Regions from separate parts of the Gasterosteus aculeatus genome. Here region 1 is linked to region 2. A link is a contact called in public Hi-C data. All regions are on one chromosome and are shown on one strand. The core of a region is the stretch at or near the end of the contact, and the rest is flanking DNA. Distances in the headings are between cores, read along the strand shown.

What was found. Hi-C and Micro-C count contacts between places; a contact is called where the count stands out from the background.
Region 1: a Hi-C map of skeletal muscle shows a contact between it and region 2, with 1.8 times the contacts expected there. The contact joins the enhancer-like site here to the promoter of LOC120817843 in region 2. A contact is called at or near these places in 2 of 6 Hi-C or Micro-C datasets (both in skeletal muscle).

The regions. Positions count from the first base shown.
Region 1 is chr4:11,403,499-11,408,406 of fGasAcu3.hap1.1, reverse strand. It overlaps LOC120817843 (A disintegrin and metalloproteinase with thrombospondin motifs 2), which reads right to left. Exons shown (of 23, transcript XM_040174454.2): 5 at 3,226-3,309; 6 at 1,485-1,641; 7 at 537-642; 8 at 132-275. Among protein-coding and RNA genes, the nearest start is that of LOC120818433, 18 kb to the left of the region's middle. Within about 2 kb of position 2,731, at least 1 of the 9 cell types and tissues checked has open chromatin away from gene starts, as enhancers often do.
Region 2 is chr4:11,329,927-11,334,678 of fGasAcu3.hap1.1, reverse strand. It overlaps LOC120817843 (A disintegrin and metalloproteinase with thrombospondin motifs 2), which reads right to left and starts at 3,026. Exons shown (of 23, transcript XM_040174454.2): 1 at 2,774-3,026; 2 at 906-1,318. The coding sequence starts at 2,861.

The sequences.
Region 1 (4,908 bases), core at 1,482-3,981, 74 kb before region 2:
GAGAAGTCAAAAAATTGGAATATGCGGATTAATTTGTGTTCGCCAACTAATTATCTACCTGTTTTTACTTATTTATTTAAACCCCTGTGTAGTATGTGTGGTGAATCAGCCTGTGTGTGTCTGTGTCTCACTGAAGGTAGCGTCCAAGCTCTTGCATGCTACATCTGGACCAATGAAAACGGTGGAAGGCAGCTTGCACCAGTGGAGCCATGATGCTGCCCATGTGCACCTCGTCTCCACAGCGGTTCCCCTGGCCATCGTGCTCCATCCCCAGCCTGGACACAAAGAGCGAGAGAGAGACAGAAAGAAGTGAATGCAAAGGAGATGAACCAGTGGAGACAAATTGGAAACATGTGGGTGGAGAAGAACACGTAAGGGCAGGGAGGCAGAAGCAATTCTCTCATCAGATATTGACTGAGGTAACCAATGGAGCGCCATTGTAATGAATCAATATGGTCACATGAGTGACTGCTTTGTTGTCTTTTGCTGTTCCGCGAGGTCGAGCTTTAAGACGTAATTATGGCAAATGCGCTTACACATGTCCGGTCTCGTGTGCCACCACGAAGGCAGAGGAGAAGCCGTCTTCATGGTTCAAAGTGCAGCTCCTTATCGGATGGCACATGCCAGTCACTGGGGCGTAACCTAGGTAACCAGGAAGAGAGACCCACTTGTCAAGATTTGTAGAGTTATTATCTTGCACTGAAAGCTTGCAAAAAAAGTTTGTGAAAAGTGACAAAAAACATGGAACATTCATTATCAAAATAAGAAAAGGGGATATATCTAAAACAGAACAAAAACACATCTGTAAAAGCCCAATAAACATTACAAAAAAATATATTTTTCAATAAGTTATTTTCAAATGATCCTTTTGTATTCATTTTCTAGGATTGAATAATATTCAAAGAATGAAGTCAGTCTCTCATCTACTGAAATAAACATCTGCTTTAATGACATGCATTGAAGTGTGATTTAATCCATTCGGTTGAACTATAAATCACTTTTTTTTTTACATTCAATCCTGTGACTTCTTGCTTCAAAAACGTGCATAACATGTACTATCTATACATAGCCAAACCCACACACAGATGTGTGTATCTTTGCATTTCTAACCCTACCCCGTCGCCTTCCACCCCTGCATATGCCATCTCTGACTCCTCGTGTGTCCTGTCCTGTTTTTAATTGTGGCACTGTGGCCGGTTCTGCTCTGCTTATTGATTTTTTGCTGCTGAAGGCTGAGCCCAAGGGCGGCTGAAGGGCTTCTGGATAGCTGGGCCACTGCCTTCAGAGGCCTCTCCCCTGGGCCTGCCTGTTAGCCTGCACTCTGCTGCACGGAAAACCACCGAACCCACAGTGCACTATGCAGCTTCTCCAGGCGGAGGGAGCAAGAGGGGAGTTTTCTCTGTGTGAGTTTGAGTTCAAAGTAGACGGTGGGCATGTCATTTTGATGTATGTGCTAAATGTTAATGTGTAAGAGTGTACAATACCCTGCATGCCCGTGGGGCCAAACTCCTGGCGTGTGAGGAAGATGGCGTGATCATGGTGCTCAGCGTCCCCCGTGTCCTTCTTCTGCTGCAGGAAGGCCCAGCGACACACATTCTCCAGACTGTGAGATGGGTTCCCCAGTTCAATCAGACTCATGGACTAGAATGAGAGGGAAGCATGTTGGAGAAAGAGAGAAGAGGGCAAGAAAAAAAAGCCAGGAACTAAACCAGCTTCTTGTTTCTGCTCTGGTACAATAACATTTAATTCAGCCCAGTAGGGGGCAGTGTCACAATGTTATATGGTGTCAGCACATCTTGCAAATTGCTGAGGTGTTCAACACACACTCACTCCAAGGGATCCACAGTACACAATAATGCTCCTGTAAGCTTGATCATTTCAATAATGAATAAGAAAGTGAACAAAGAGCTGCCTGTTAATGAGTTATGCACTAATAGTCAAAAACATGTCCAATTACAGAAAATGTACTTATGATTCAATGAACAATACAGACACCCACACAAACTCCCAGAAACCAGCAATCATGTCTATTCACCTTCACCTCTTATTCGCTTCCTCATTAGGACCTCTGCTCCCCTCCCTGTTCTAAGTCTTTCTTTCTCTGCTTCCTTTTGCCTTCATTTCTGCATTTCCTGCCAGCTTTCACACACTCACAATGCACAGCGGACTCCAAACGGGGAGTGTGTGTATTGTGGGTGGGCAGCAGAGAAGACATATGGCCTGCCTCTGCACAGACACCCCTTAGACACAGTAGGTGCGTGTGTGAGTGTGCTTCGTGTTCATCAGGTGCTTGTGAATGTGTTTCAGTGTGTTTTTAAAGATGATTTTGGAATGGTGTTTTAAGTGCACTTGTTGCGTTCAAGTGTGTGTGTGTGTGTGTGTGTGTGTGTGGGTGCGCCTGCATTCAGGGTCAGATAGACAATCTGCGGGCTGTCTGCGCGCAGCTCCGTTGCCACGGTAATTGGGGATGATGGACAGCCAGAGCTTTGGCTGAAGCTGCATAGGGGCTGGTCCAGAATGACCAATGTAGCAGAGTGTGTGTGTGTTTCGTGGGCTCCACTGGGACGTTAGACATTGTAGAGAGAGGAAGAGATAAGGCTACAGCAGCATAAGTGTATCACAGAGCACCTATCCAGCAATAAAATCCCTTCTGTGGGGTAATCCCAGCCCGTCTCCTTTCCTGCCATCTCCGGCTTTATCTGTTTTCCCTCTCTTCCACCCCGCTCTCCTCTCCCCTTTGGCACAGGCAGGAAGATAGAGTTACAGTCAAGAAGAAAAGGATGCTACCCCCATTGTCCGGTTTCCCTGTTTATGAATGAGGGAGGGCTATCATTGATTGCTTATCTTTGCCTGGACTTCCCATGATTCTGTGCAGCAGCCTACTGGGAGGAAGGCTGATTGCATAACGGGCAGAGTTTCTGTGTGCTTTGGTGCTGAACTGTGAAGGCGTGCGACTTGAAAACAGTCCCCTGGGATGCCGCATGCTTTTAGTTCCTCTTTTGCTCAGTCCACTGGAATAACAGGCTACGGGCATCGGTGCCTGCTGATGAATGTGTTTGTGTGTTTGTGAGCGCGTGTGTGCGTGTGTGTGCGCCTGTCTGTATGTACTACTAGGCTTTGCTTTCTGAAGGTATGTGAAGCTATTGTAGCAGAACGCTAGTACAAGAGACATTGCTGACGGAGAGACAAGGCGTCCACGTTTGGGTAGAAGTCATCAGGTCTCACCTTGCCGTAGCCCAGCATGATGATCCTCACCAGCACCACATTGATCTTTGCTCCCAAAGACTGGTCGTGGTAGATCTCATTCACCTACAGTCACACAGATAAGCACAAGACGTAGGAGAGGACTCAGCAGGAGAAATACAACAATGTCTACACTAATAATTTAGAGTCATTAGGACAACTTTTAGTCGACAATGTTAGTTGCTCATGAATTATTTCTGGTTTTCATAATAATCCATCAATTCCAAAGAACTCTGCTATTAAAGTCAAAGCTCGTATATGCCTTAGAACAGATCTATAATTGCTTATTAACCATGATTATATCCAGTAGTAATTCATAAACCTGTTGCACTAAAGCATGTCAACAGCAACAGGGTGACAGACGAAGTGAAGAGAAAAGGAAGTTGGGAAAAGGGCAATGAAGTCCGTTTCCCACGAGCACAGATGGAGAGGAGATGAAGGAAGGAAAGAGCCTAATGCAAGCAAAACCAAGTAATGTGTGACAAGGGAGATGCAAAGAGCATTATACTGGCAAAACACACACGCGCGCGCTCGAGAAGAGAGACAGAGGGGTACGTTGGCGCTGGAGTCGAGGCCCGCCGTCCTCAGTGGCTGTGCGCAGTGCCTAATGAGGCAAAGGGATGTAAAAACAGACAGCCGTAATGAGATGGCTGATGTATAGCTGTGGAGGAAGAGGAACACACAGAGTGTGTATACGCATACACACACACACACACACAGATGTAGAGGGACGACGAGCGAAACTGCAGACACACACGCAGCCGGCGAGGGAAAGGCAGAAGGTTGAGGAATGCTACGAATAGAAACAGAGAGGCAGCGGCACAAGGAGCTGAGCAGAGAGCGGAGAGGGAGCACGCAGGCAGAGCGAGGAAGGAGACAAACGCTTAGGGGGGGACTGGAAAGGATGCATTCTTAGAAAACAATTGTAGTGTAGAGTAGCAGCTCATTTGGAAAAATTCCAGTGGAGGAATCCTTCGAGTCAAAGACTTGATCTGGTAACTAAACTCGCCAGCAAAACATTTCGTTGACGACATCAGGACATAAACACGGTTGTAACGTAAAGCCTCATCCGCTTTAGATAATATTCAAGAAACCTTTTCAGCATCTGTCTTTTTGTTGTCGGGAACATCTGTGTGGTAAATGATCAGATATATACCAATTAACCCTCTGAAATGTAAAGTGTACTGCTCCCGGCATAATATGATCATTTGCTAGCGTGTGACGCTTTGCAGTCATCCATCCATGTGTTGGTTTTTTCGAGCCGGAACACTAAACAGTGCAGCCCGTGAGCAGCCGGCTCTCTAAATGGGACTTTTTCACCTTCAACTGTGAATAGAAGACAGCGTTAGTTCAAGGAAAGAAGAGAGTCATTCTTGAGTTTGTGATCATAATACAACCACATTAAAAGAGGTTTTGTGGCAATTTTTGGTTTTTGTGTCTCCGTGAAGTTGGGGAACGTGCAAGAGACAGAATAAAATAGAAATGGATAAGAAGCTTACATGAGAGGCTGAGAATGATTTGAAGAGATACTTGAATTTGTAATATGATTAAAGTACATTTACATGTTGTTTAAGGATGTAAACTCATCATGGAATGTGGCTTTCGCTTAATATGCATTGAAAACACCCTCAGCGGCCGACGAGACCAAACTGAGTCATCAAATAA
Region 2 (4,752 bases), core at 1,777-4,276:
GCTCAGCTGCTTGCTCAGTCCCCTGTGTCCTCCACCCTAAACGGATCCAGTCGCTGCTACTCAGCTCCGGTGGCGGCCTGATCTGGCTGACTAATGAACAATTTTTCCTAATGAGGGGAACACCACCCCCAATCCCAATATTCCCTGTACACATCCGTGATCCATTTTTGCTCGTATTGACTTTTTTTCCACTGCCGTGAGACTTGTCTCTCACACTTGTCCCTTCCACGTCCTTCTCGGTCACTGGTCTCCATCTTTCCTGTTCCTGTGAACGTTCTTCACACGGTCTACATCTCACTCCTCTCCCCAAAATCCTTTCACCAAATGCCATCTCTGATTCTTTTCCTCAATTCATCGCCATCGTACCACATCGTACCGTATCATCGTCAGCTCCATTAAAAGCACGTGCAATTCAGGCTCTTTTAGCAACTGTTGTGCAATCAAAATATCTGATGGTGGCATCTTCAATTCAAATGCTCTGGAAGTGTCTGCTATTTGTCCAGTGCTACAATGTTATTATATACATATATATATATATATATATATATATATATATATATATATATATATATATATATATATATATATATATATATATATATATATATATATATATATATATATACATATATATGAGGTTATCGGTGAGGGATCAATATATACCTTTGATAAGCTCCCGTTTACATGAGCATATCATAAAGGTCAGAGGGAAAACATGACTCAGGTATTTCTCATCCCAGGCAACCGGTTTGGAGGATGTTGGGGAGAAAAGAGGACCCCCTTCTAAGCTACATGGTCATCCAGAAAACCGTCACCAGGGAGGAAGACGTGGTCGTGTTAATTCTGTCATGAAGTGAGCTCAGTGAACACTGCACACATAAGAGGTACAAAGTGTGTCCACTCACCAGGCCGTCACAGTTGCTAATAGCCACAGAGGCTCCTGGCTCGTCTTTGACGTCCCCCACGTACAAGCATTCATCGTGCAGTGGCTCAGAATGCAGAGTGCTGTCGCTGTCATCGTGCCACTCCATCTTGGCTCCGGGGGCCACCAGCCTGGCATTGTGGTGCAGACGCAGGTGGAATTCCCGGCCGAAGATGGTGACATTGTAGTAGAGCCTTTGGCGGAGGGCCATGGGCTCTTCTTTTGGTCCTTCCCACTCATCATCATCGCCTACTCCTACCTCCCTCCTCCGGCGCCTACGGGACTGCCCTCCTGCCACGCGGCCAGCCGAGACGGCGTGCGACAGGAAGCGGCCCTCCGCGTCCACACTGATCGGCCTCACCAGTCCATACTCCCCCAGGACATGCTGCAGGGAGTCTGGGAACAGGACAGTAGAGGAGGGAGAGAGAGAGAGAGAGAGAGAGAGAGAGAGAGAGAGAGAGAGAGAGGGAGGTAGTGGCAGGTCAGAGTGGGAAAGATTGTTGTGTGTTTTATACGTGAAAATTAGGTATTGAAGACTGTTGGAGGTTAAAGATGAAAAAATAAACAACAACAACAGTGGTGGGATATCATCATGGGAGACGCGTGGAGAGGATGTCACGGGTGCAACAAAAATATGTACAGGAAAAAAGAATGTACTAGGATTAAGTATTGCACATTCTCCGTCACCATGATAAGTAATAGAAATGAGAAAAAATGTAACCAATCACAAGCGCAGACACACAAGTACAGCCCCACCCAGAGGCGACCCCGGTGCTCGGCAGCGCGCGTTCGGTTACTGCAGCCTCAGCAGAGCGCGCTGCGCTCCTGACACCTCCTGTGCCCTTCCACCATCAACAGGAGAGCCTGCAGCAGGAGAAGGCGCTAATTGCGGCTTTCTCGCGCCGTTCTCTCGCTGCCACGCTGCTCTATTCGCGAAAAGTGATTTATACGGCCAAATGAAACTAAATCAAATCATTTGATGCGCGGAACGCGTTATTCGTCTTTTAAATATCATCACTGAATCTTAACTAAATGCAAATAAATGTAAAGTGAGTCAATGCTGTCTTGGATGAAGGGACGTTTCCAAGTGACACTGAAAACACAGGTGCATTTGAAAAGCGACACACCTCACACACACACACACACACACACACACACACACACACACACACACACACACACACGCACACACACACACACACACCGCAGAGCCGAGGCCGTGTTAACGTCACACCACACAGCCGGAGACGTGAAGGCACCTTAAAGTAGTCCTCCGGGGGGGCACGTGGCGGTCTTCATTATTATTATTATTATTATTATCATCAATATTAGTATCACAACGCTATCCGCCCGTCTTACGTTATTTATAAAGTCAACCGACTGATCAAACCTCACACTGGCTGTTTATGTTGCTTCAGCTCACGTGTCAGACGCGTGATTTGATAATGGTGTGATCAATGTCGCTGACATCCGACACCAGCGTCCTGTGACGGATCGATAGATGCGACAGCGGCAGAATCAGATCATGTTGGGCTACACTTCCCTGCCGAACCCGACGGTAAACCGGTGCATCCGATGGCCCCTGCACCTCAGACAGCCTTCACCCCCCCTGTCCCCTGGATTAGAGAAAAGCCAATCGCAACACTGACACAGCCCGCAAAAACGCCAGAAGTTGCACATGCACCCCACAGCGTTGTTTGCAACAACAACAAAAACAACAATAAAAAGCATGTCAAAAGCAATGAGAAACAATGTTTTGCCTCTTCGCTGATCTCCAGACTTCAAGTGAGCGCCGGAAAAGATACGAAGACAAACATCAACACTGGCCACGTTTAACCCCGCCGTACGTACCGACGCTACTGGCGATGTAAAGGCCGCTGGTGTGCAGCAGAAAGGCCGGCAGGATGATCAGGACAGTAAATCCAGGCGAGAGAGCCATGGCAGCTCCGAACTGCGCAGGTGAGAGAGCGGGACTCCGGGCTCCAGTGTGGTGACGCTCCCCGCCCGGCGCGACCAGCCACGCCACGACAGCAACAGCACAGCAGCCCGCAAGCAGACTGCCAAGTGCACCGGGAGAGACGGAGCTCTCCTCCTCCTCCTCCTCCCCTCTCTCTCTCTCTCTCTCTCTCTCTCTCTCTCTACTCCTCCTCCCCTCCACCGAGGTCTCTCACTCCCTCCCTCTATCTCTATCTCACTCACTCACACAGACACTCACGCAACTCTCCTCCTCTGTGTCTCTCTTTCCCTCAACTCCTCTCGCACGTTGCGTGTGCCCCCCCCCCACACACACACACACACTTTTTGCTGTGACAACTCCCCGACACTCACACACAAACGCGCGCGCGCGCGCACGGACACACGCGCGCGACGGGGGTCCGCGGGTCTCCGCTGTGAGGAGATGAGAGGATCTCCGCCGCTGACGGACCGACGGGCCTCGCGTCAAACGCGGTGAAATGAAGGAACGCGCTGCTTTATCACACCTCCAGCACGCGGCGAGACGCGGGGGGGGCTTTTCTTTTATTGCTTTGCTGCTTGGGCGCTTTTTGACGTGTGAAAAATACTGTTCATGTCTTTCTTTTACCGGTCCCCGATGTCCCGTAACTTTGAATATCCCGTCAGGGCTCCTAGGTTGGATGAACCGCAGCGCCCCGTGTGGCTGACTGGTGGAACTACACGTCTGTTTCCCAGGGCCCAAGGGTCCAATTTACAGACAGAAAAAGTCGGACTAGCCCTAACCTGCTTGCCCTCATTTAACGCATCATTTACCCCATTGACCACTAATCTTATATTGTTTCAAACATCGATGAGCAGCATAAGGAGAACTGCTGATATAAGCAAAAACAATTACCTTTTCAGAAGTGTCCTATCTTCTCTTTTTAAAACAATGTAAAAGAAATTCAATAACGCGGAAAACGCACCAAGAAAAGCATGTTTTTTATTTTTTTCCAAAGCCAGGTCAGTCCCAATTTGAAGTGTGTCAATTTAAGAAAAGCTCAGATTTAATTATTTTCTTTGATGTGGAATTCACTTTTGCGCCCAGATTTCTAAAGCAACACAAACCGGCACAGAGTGCTCGATAGAAGCACAATAAAGTCTTCAAGCACACAACTAATTAGGACAAACTAATCTCAGTCTGCAAAATAATGTCAACCCACATAAGAATGACTCCACTTTTCTATGACTCCACATAGTTGATTTGTGGCAAATATGAGTTATTTCCTTTACTCATTCATCAAATTGAGTTAGTAAGAGAAAATTATGGTTTAATGTTTATTACCAGGACTCTCTGCCAACACACTGCACAGTTTAGTTGTTGTAGCATAATGTAGCTTGGTTGAAACACAAAAGGTAGGTGTTTTAAATGTCACCTCAATATTAATGTGAAGCTCACATTAAAATTGGGAATTTCTAACAAAAGCAGTTAATTGTCTGGGTGGCTTTGCCATCCACTCCTGGAAATGTCATGTTTCCCTGTTGTATCTCTAATTGTATAATTGCATCTTGGATAAAAGGCTAAGTTTGGAACTGCTGTGAAGTTGTTGAAACAATTATTGAACACAGTTCTTCCTTGTGCAATAACATTGTGTGCATTAATATTGATAACCCATTTAATTTGTAAAGCAATTTACATTAGAAGCAATAACAATACAAATGAAAGGGGTGACAAAACAGTGAGACATAAAACTAAAACATAGTTAACTAGACTCACAGGTTAAAAGCAGATTTAAAGAGAGTTTCAAGTGCTAAAAGTGGCGGAGAATGTCAGAGGTTCTGAGGAGAGAGTTCCAGAGGAAGGGAGCAGCAATACAGAAGGCCCAATACCCCCAGGT